Regions from separate parts of the Mus musculus genome. Here region 2 is linked to region 1. The links are chromatin contacts, called in public promoter capture Hi-C maps. All regions are on one chromosome and are shown on one strand. The core of a region is the stretch at or near the end of the contact, and the rest is flanking DNA. Distances in the headings are between cores, read along the strand shown. Region 1 holds the start of Paf1 (Paf1, RNA polymerase II complex component). Region 2 holds the start of Syne4 (spectrin repeat containing, nuclear envelope family member 4).

Evidence for each region. Promoter capture Hi-C pulls out the DNA fragments that hold promoters and counts their contacts.
Region 2: a contact with region 1 is called in a promoter capture Hi-C map of liver, with 3 times the contacts expected there. The contact joins the promoter of Syne4 here to the promoter of Paf1 in region 1. A contact is called at or near these places in 2 of 39 promoter capture datasets (both in liver), 2 of 484 Hi-C or Micro-C datasets (B cells and CD8 T cells) and 4 of 115 datasets of contacts at active chromatin or transcription factors (astrocytes, bone marrow-derived dendritic cells, regulatory T cell precursor and 1 more).

The regions. Positions count from the first base shown.
Region 1 is chr7:28,391,741-28,395,001 of GRCm38.p6, forward strand. Paf1 (Paf1, RNA polymerase II complex component) reads left to right here and starts at 1,256. Exons shown (of 14, transcript NM_019458.3): 1 at 1,256-1,514; 2 at 1,929-1,958. The coding sequence starts at 1,468. Med29 (mediator complex subunit 29) reads right to left here and starts at 950. Exons shown (of 4, transcript NM_026042.3): 1 at 711-950. The coding sequence starts at 923.
Region 2 is chr7:30,313,376-30,316,537 of GRCm38.p6, forward strand. It overlaps Syne4 (spectrin repeat containing, nuclear envelope family member 4), which reads left to right and starts at 1,441. Exons shown (of 8, transcript NM_153577.2): 1 at 1,441-1,711; 2 at 1,887-2,025; 3 at 2,855-2,998. The coding sequence starts at 1,584. Alkbh6 (alkB homolog 6) reads left to right here. Exons shown (of 7, transcript NM_198027.3): 7 at 544-928. The coding sequence ends at 807.

The DNA of each region.
Region 1 (3,261 bases), core at 6-2,505:
TCATGGACTGAAATGACACTTAGGCCGTACTTCTGCACGGAACTTAACCAGAACGGTTTCTCTTTTTACTCTTCTCCTCCTGCCTCCCCCACTTCCATCTAGTTTTTTGGGACAGGGTTTCTCTGTGTAGCCAAGGCTGTCTTGGAACTCAAAAGATTTACCTTCCTTTGCCTCCAGAAGGCAGGAATTAAAGGCTTGCACTACCATACACAGTTAAAATTGTCATTCATGCTGGGCATGGTAGCGCACGCCTTTAATCTCAGCACTTGGGAGGCACAGGCAGGCGGATTTCTGAGTTCGAGGCCAGCCTGGTCTACAGAGTGAGTTCCAGGACAGCCAGGGCTATACAAAGAAACCCTGTCTCGAAAAACAAAAAAAAACAAACAAACAAAAATTGTCATTCATCCTCATCTCCTTTCTCTCCACAGGGTTTCACTATGTAGACCCTGGTCGGCCTGGAACTCTATAGACCAGACTGGCCTCGAGCTCAGATCCGTCCCCCTCTGCTGTCCCAGCACGGGGATTAAGAACGCGCCACCACTACAGCTGACCGGAGCTTCACTTTGGTTAGACACAAACACAACACAGCTAGTCTGTCTTCTCTTCCCGACCTACGATCTCTCCTTCAACAAACAGCCCCTCGGCGCTCGTCCCCGGAGCCCGCCCGCCCGCCAGCCAGCCCCTCTTGCTCCCCGCGCAGGGCCCATCACCTGGAGACTCTCCTTCAGTTGCGGGATGAGCATCTTGTAGCGCTGCACAGGATCGAAGTCCTGCTGCTGCTGCTGCAGGAGCCCGCTCTGGGCAGAACCCACCAACTGGGTCGGTTGTGGCTGTTGCTGGGGACCCGGACCCCCGGCAGAACCCGGGCCTGACACACCAGACGCAGAGGAAACCGCTGCAGCCTGTGGCTGGGGCGCAGCCATTTTCCTCCGCTAGAACGCCGGAAATGCGTCATAAATGCGTCTGCTCCGGTAGCTCCTCAGCTTTTTCAGTTGGCTGACCTCCTAGTTAGCCATGCCTTACCGACAGATTAGCCAATGGGAGAAGAGGATATGCATTTTTCTCCGCCCTCCCAAATCCGAGGCCATGAGTGGAATATCTTTTCGCCAATCATAAGAGGAGTTCCCCCACGGCTCCGCCCCTTCACCCACAGCTCGCCAATCACTGTGAAGGACTGACCAAACTCTATTTCCCTGAAGGCCTTGCGGCCAGGAGCGACCTGTCTAGTCTTCTGCGTCTTGGTAGCAGTCGGAGCGGGAGCTGCAAGTCTGTGTCCGACGCTGTCTGTGCTCTTACTTCAGTCACACCCGAGCCCTTCTCGTCGGCCCACTTCATCCCCTTTCCCCGCGGAGCCCGGCGTCTACGGGAGCCTGTCCTTGGATCCGGCGTCTCTCAAAGTCGGTACGCCACTCAGCGTCCGCCTGCGGCCAGCGAGGACGCCTACCGCGCCGCCGTCGCCTGGTCGCGATGGCGCCCACCATCCAGACCCAGGCCCAGAGGGAAGATGGCCACAGGTAGGTCTCCTGTCACCTGCCGCTTCATTTTGTTTTGTGAGCTGCAAGCTGGGGACTAGGCCGAGGGGGGCTGCTTGCGACATCACTGATTCCCTCAGGTCGGCCCCCGAGGTCGCGCAGCGCTCACCCCCGATGAAGGGGCGGTCCCCCCTGGGCTCTGCGGTCGCTTCCTGGTCCCCTGCTATTCAATTTCGGAATTGCACCTTGCGGGAGGGAGTCAGACCTCAGTCTCCTTCAGTGAAGCTTCTGGATTGCTCTCCTCAGGGGATTGAGCATCTGGCTTCATGCTTTATCACCATCATCACCATCACTCCTTCAGAAATTCGGGGGCCGGCCTTTCCACTCACATGGCCAACTCTTGACATCTCTCTCTCTCTCTCTCTCTCTCTCTCTCTCTCTTCTCCCCGAAACCAGGCCCAATTCCCACCGGACCTTGCCTGAGAGGTAAGCTCCCAGCTCCGTTTTCCAGGAGGGGTGGAACACGAACAGGGGAGGCGGTTAGGGGGCCTTTTTTGTGCTTTGGAGAATCTCATAAAGTGGCCCAGACTGGTCTTTGTGCCCCAGTCTCATGGGTGCCGGGATTGCAGCCTTATGTGCCCAGCAGCACAGGCCTAGGGTTGTGTGTGTGTGTGTGTGTGTGTGTGTGTGTGTGTGTTTAAATTGTACACACCTTAGCTCTGAGTGGCAGTCTAAAGACATTTCCTTAGGCTGGACAGCAGGCACTTTCACCTGCTGAGGTATCTTGTCAGCTTGAGGCAGGGTTTGTTTGTATGTAAGTACACTGTAGCAGTCTTCAGACACCCCAGAAGAGGGCATCAGATTTCATTGCAGATGGTTGTGAGCCACCATGTGGTTGCTGGGATTTGAACTCAGGACCTTAACTGCTGAGCCATCTCTCCAGCCCGTTTGTTTTTTAAAGATTTATTATATGTGAGTACACTGTAGCTGTTTTCAGACACCCCAGAAGAGGGGGTCACATCTTGTTATGGATGGTTGTGAGCAACGATGTGGTTGCTGGGATTTGAACTCAGGACCTTTGGAAGCCGCAATCAGTGCGCTTTTTTTTTTTTTAAAGATTTATTTATTATTATATATAAGTACACTGTAGCTGTCTTCAGACACAACAGAAAAGGGCGTCAGATCTCATTACGGGTGGTTGTGAGCCACCAGGTGGTTGTTGGGATTTGAACTCAGGACCTTCAGAAGAGCAGTCAGTGCTCTTAACCGCTGAGCCATCTCACCAGCTCTTCGAGCCTGTTTTTTAAAATTGTTACTACTACTCTTTCTTTTTTCAAGACCGAGTTTCTCTGTGTAGCTCTGGCTGTCCTGGAACTCACTCGCTCACTCTGTAGAGCAGACTGGCTTCAAACTCAGAGATCCACTGCCTCTGCCTCCCCAAGGCTGGTATTAAAGTGTGGGTACTATTAATTCTTTTGAGACAAGAGTTTCACTTTGTATCACTGACTGGTCTGGAACTCACTATGTAAACCATCACTAGCTTAAACTCTCAAGTGATTTGCCTGTCTCCCAAGTGCAGGGATTAAAGGCCTGTGCCACCAACTTAAGCCATTTATATTTTTAATTAGATGTGTAAGTATGTACATGTTTGTGTAGCTGCCTACAGAGGTCACAGGTGTCAGGTTCCCCTTGTTACAGGTGGTTGTCAGCAGCCTGATGTGGGTGCTAGGAACCAAACTTGGGTCCTCTGCAGAATAAATACTCCCTCTTAACTGCTGAAGTTATTTCT
Region 2 (3,162 bases), core at 191-2,690, 1.9 Mb after region 1:
CCAGTGTTCATAGAGTCTTCCTCCAACTCTCCGAACACCCTGGCCAGATGTTAGCTCCACTCCCTAAAGTTCCGTCTTTTCCATCTCTTCTACCCAGGCAGGCTTGCTGTAATACCATTCCTGAGTAAAGCCTCCCTAACAGCCAGAGTCCCGGGATAGGCCATTCCCTTTAACCTCTGTATTAGAGCCTGACCCCAGCAGTGCACCCCCAGATTAGCTCTGCGTAAGTATCCCTAGGACTGCCCATGTCTGTCCCAGCCCCTCAGATGCCAGCTGAAGCTCCCACAATGTAGTAGCCCTTTATGTCTTAAAATGCAGCATAGGCCCTGTCTCCTCCCAAAGAACTGGACACACACACACACACACACACACACACACACACACACACACGGCGGGCCAATAGTCTTGTCCCCAGAACCTATAGATTACCACTCCTGAGGGCCTGCTGACCCTTGTCCCCTGACCAGCTACGGATGCCCGCTGACTTTTCACACACTCCCAAACTCTGGATATCCATTTACCATTATCAACTGATTCCCGCAGCCCAGGCCTCCTCAACGGCCCATCACCTCGCTGCTGGTGGAACCACGGAGCCTGCTGGTGCTCCGGGGCACAGCTTACACACGCCTGCTCCACGGCATCTCAGCTACCCGTGTGGATGAGCTGGACGCCACCTCGCTGCCACCCAATGCCACCGCTTGCAAGTCAGCGCTGCCCGGAGCCCACCTGGTGCGCGGCACCCGTGTCTCACTGACCATTCGCCGCGTGCCCCGTGTGCTGCGCGCCAGCCTCCTGCTGAGCAAGTGACCACCAGGTTCTAAGACCTTGGAACCCTAGGGCAGAGGTAGCTGTCCAGGGTTATTTATTTCCCCAGTAACTATGGAAACCATGGAGAAGACACCATTCCAAATAAACAGAAAATACCTTTACTCGTTTTGGATTTTTTTTTTTTTAACTAGATGGGAAGAGATACTTCAGTTTCTTTCTCTCTGCCCCCCCCTCCCCCTTCAATACTGGAGATAGAACCTAGGGCTTCTTGGATGCTAGACAAATGCTGTACCACTAAACTACAACCCAGGCAACAATTGCATTATTTTTTAGTTTTGCAATAGGGCTTCCATAAGTTGCCTAGGCTGGCCTTGAACTTGAGACCAGCTTGCCTGAGGTGACAGGCTTTAGCTGCCAGGTGCTGGGACTTTTTTTCAGTATCCTTATACCTGAGACTTTAAATGAATGGGACGGGCCCTGAGACACAGGTGTCCCTGAAGGTGACAGGATCCAAGGTCTTGAGATGGGTGACGTTTTCTCTCAAAGCCCCACGATGGCGAGCGGGTGGTATTGGAAGGTTTAGGTTCTCCTGCTGGGGAGGAAGGAGTTAAATGCCTCCGCACCTCAGCCAGGCATCAGATTTCTCTAGTCCAGGTTCTTCCAGGAAGGGGTGGAGCTAGGCTGGCCCCTGGGCCCCTCAGTAGCCTCGGACTTAGGCTGTGAGTCCTGCTGAGAAAGCATGGGGGTCTGGACTGTCTAAGAAAGCGGCTGCTGTTACTGGACATCCTCACCTGACGATCCCCAAGTGCACGGCCATGGCCCTGGTTCCACCTCTTGGCCGTGAATTCCCGCCAGAGCCTGTGAATTGTCCCCTGGCAGCTCCTAGAGAGCTGGATGTTGTCGGAGGGACCATCTGCCCTGCACCTGAGGAAGAGACAAGCAGGTGGGGACTGGGGCTTGATAGTGGTTCCGAAGGAGGGAGGGAGGGAGGGAGGGGTCTGTGGGAAGGGCCATGTGTGACTGACTGAAGAAGGACATGGAGAAAAGTGGGCATATGGTGAGGTGGAAAAGGAGACACTGTGCCTCACAGGTGGCCCATCAACCTTTCTCCTCTCTAGGCCAGAGCAGGTCCAGGCCTCCTTGGGCCTGCCTGAGCATTGCATGGGTGAACTGAAGAGCACTGAGTCTGCCACCAGCCCCTCAAGACTCCCCCTGGCCTCTTCCCATGAGCATCAAGACGGGGGCAAGCCCTGTGAGGTGAGCTGAGCACACCCTCTGTTCCAGTCCCACTTCCTGTCTGTCCCCCGGAATCTGCCCCTTGCTCAGATGATATGATTCTGGGGGGTGCTGTGGAGGAAGGGACACCGTAAGGACATCTGGTTGCCAATCAGTATTTCACTTATTTTTAATCGTTTTGTGTATTTACTCTGTGTGCCTAAGTGTGAGCAGGGATACAGGCACATCATGCGTGCCGGTGCCAGTGTCTCTCAGTCACTTTCCACTATGTGACAGAGTCTCCCATTGAACCTGGCTAGGGTGGCTGGTGAGTGAGCGCCACGAATCTGCCTCCAGTCACTGACCAGCCGGTGCCACATGCTTGGTTCTTTGAGCACTTGCTTGTACAGCAAACATTTTATCAACTGAGCCATCTCCCCGGTTCCCCCGACCTCCTTATTTGAGATATGCTTTCACTGTGTAGCTCAGGCTGCCCTTGAACTTTCAGTTCTCTTGCCTCAGAGAACTGGAGTTACATTTTATCATCTCCAAGCTGGACATATTTCCACGTTTTACCAAGTAGGAAATGAGAATTTTATTAATAACCCCATTCCTTTTGGGGGTACTCTGCTCCATTATCCTTCCTAGTTTAGACCCATATAAAGACCTTTCTAGAAGGCTCGGGAACCTGGAAATCTTAAATTAGATGTCTTCAGCCTTGGTGTAAAGGGCTGCCAAGTGGGAGCAGCCCAAATGTTGGTTCTCGAATGGGTGTGGCTTCAGAGAAACATCCACAAGGCAGCAGCCTGCTTGGGAGTAGGGGTAGTGTCTTGGCCCATTGGCCCTGATTTTGGTCCCCTGGAATCTCCAGCACTCTGACTCTGGTTTGGAAGTACTAGAAGCTGAACAGGACAGTCTACATCTTTGTCTGTTGAGGTTGAACTTCCGGCTGCAGGACCTGGAACGAGGCCTTGGGTCTTGGACGCTGGCCCACAACAGGATTGTCCAGATGCAGGTAGGCAGTGGGAGGCCAGGTTATAGGGGAGTGGGTAGAGTCCTTGGTATGGGTGTAAGCTTTCTTGAATAGAAAGTGGGTTTATTGCATATTCTGACTTCTGCACAGGACATGAAAGACAAAATAACTCCAGGTTCTGGGGTGGGGGTGGGGTCTGGTATCAC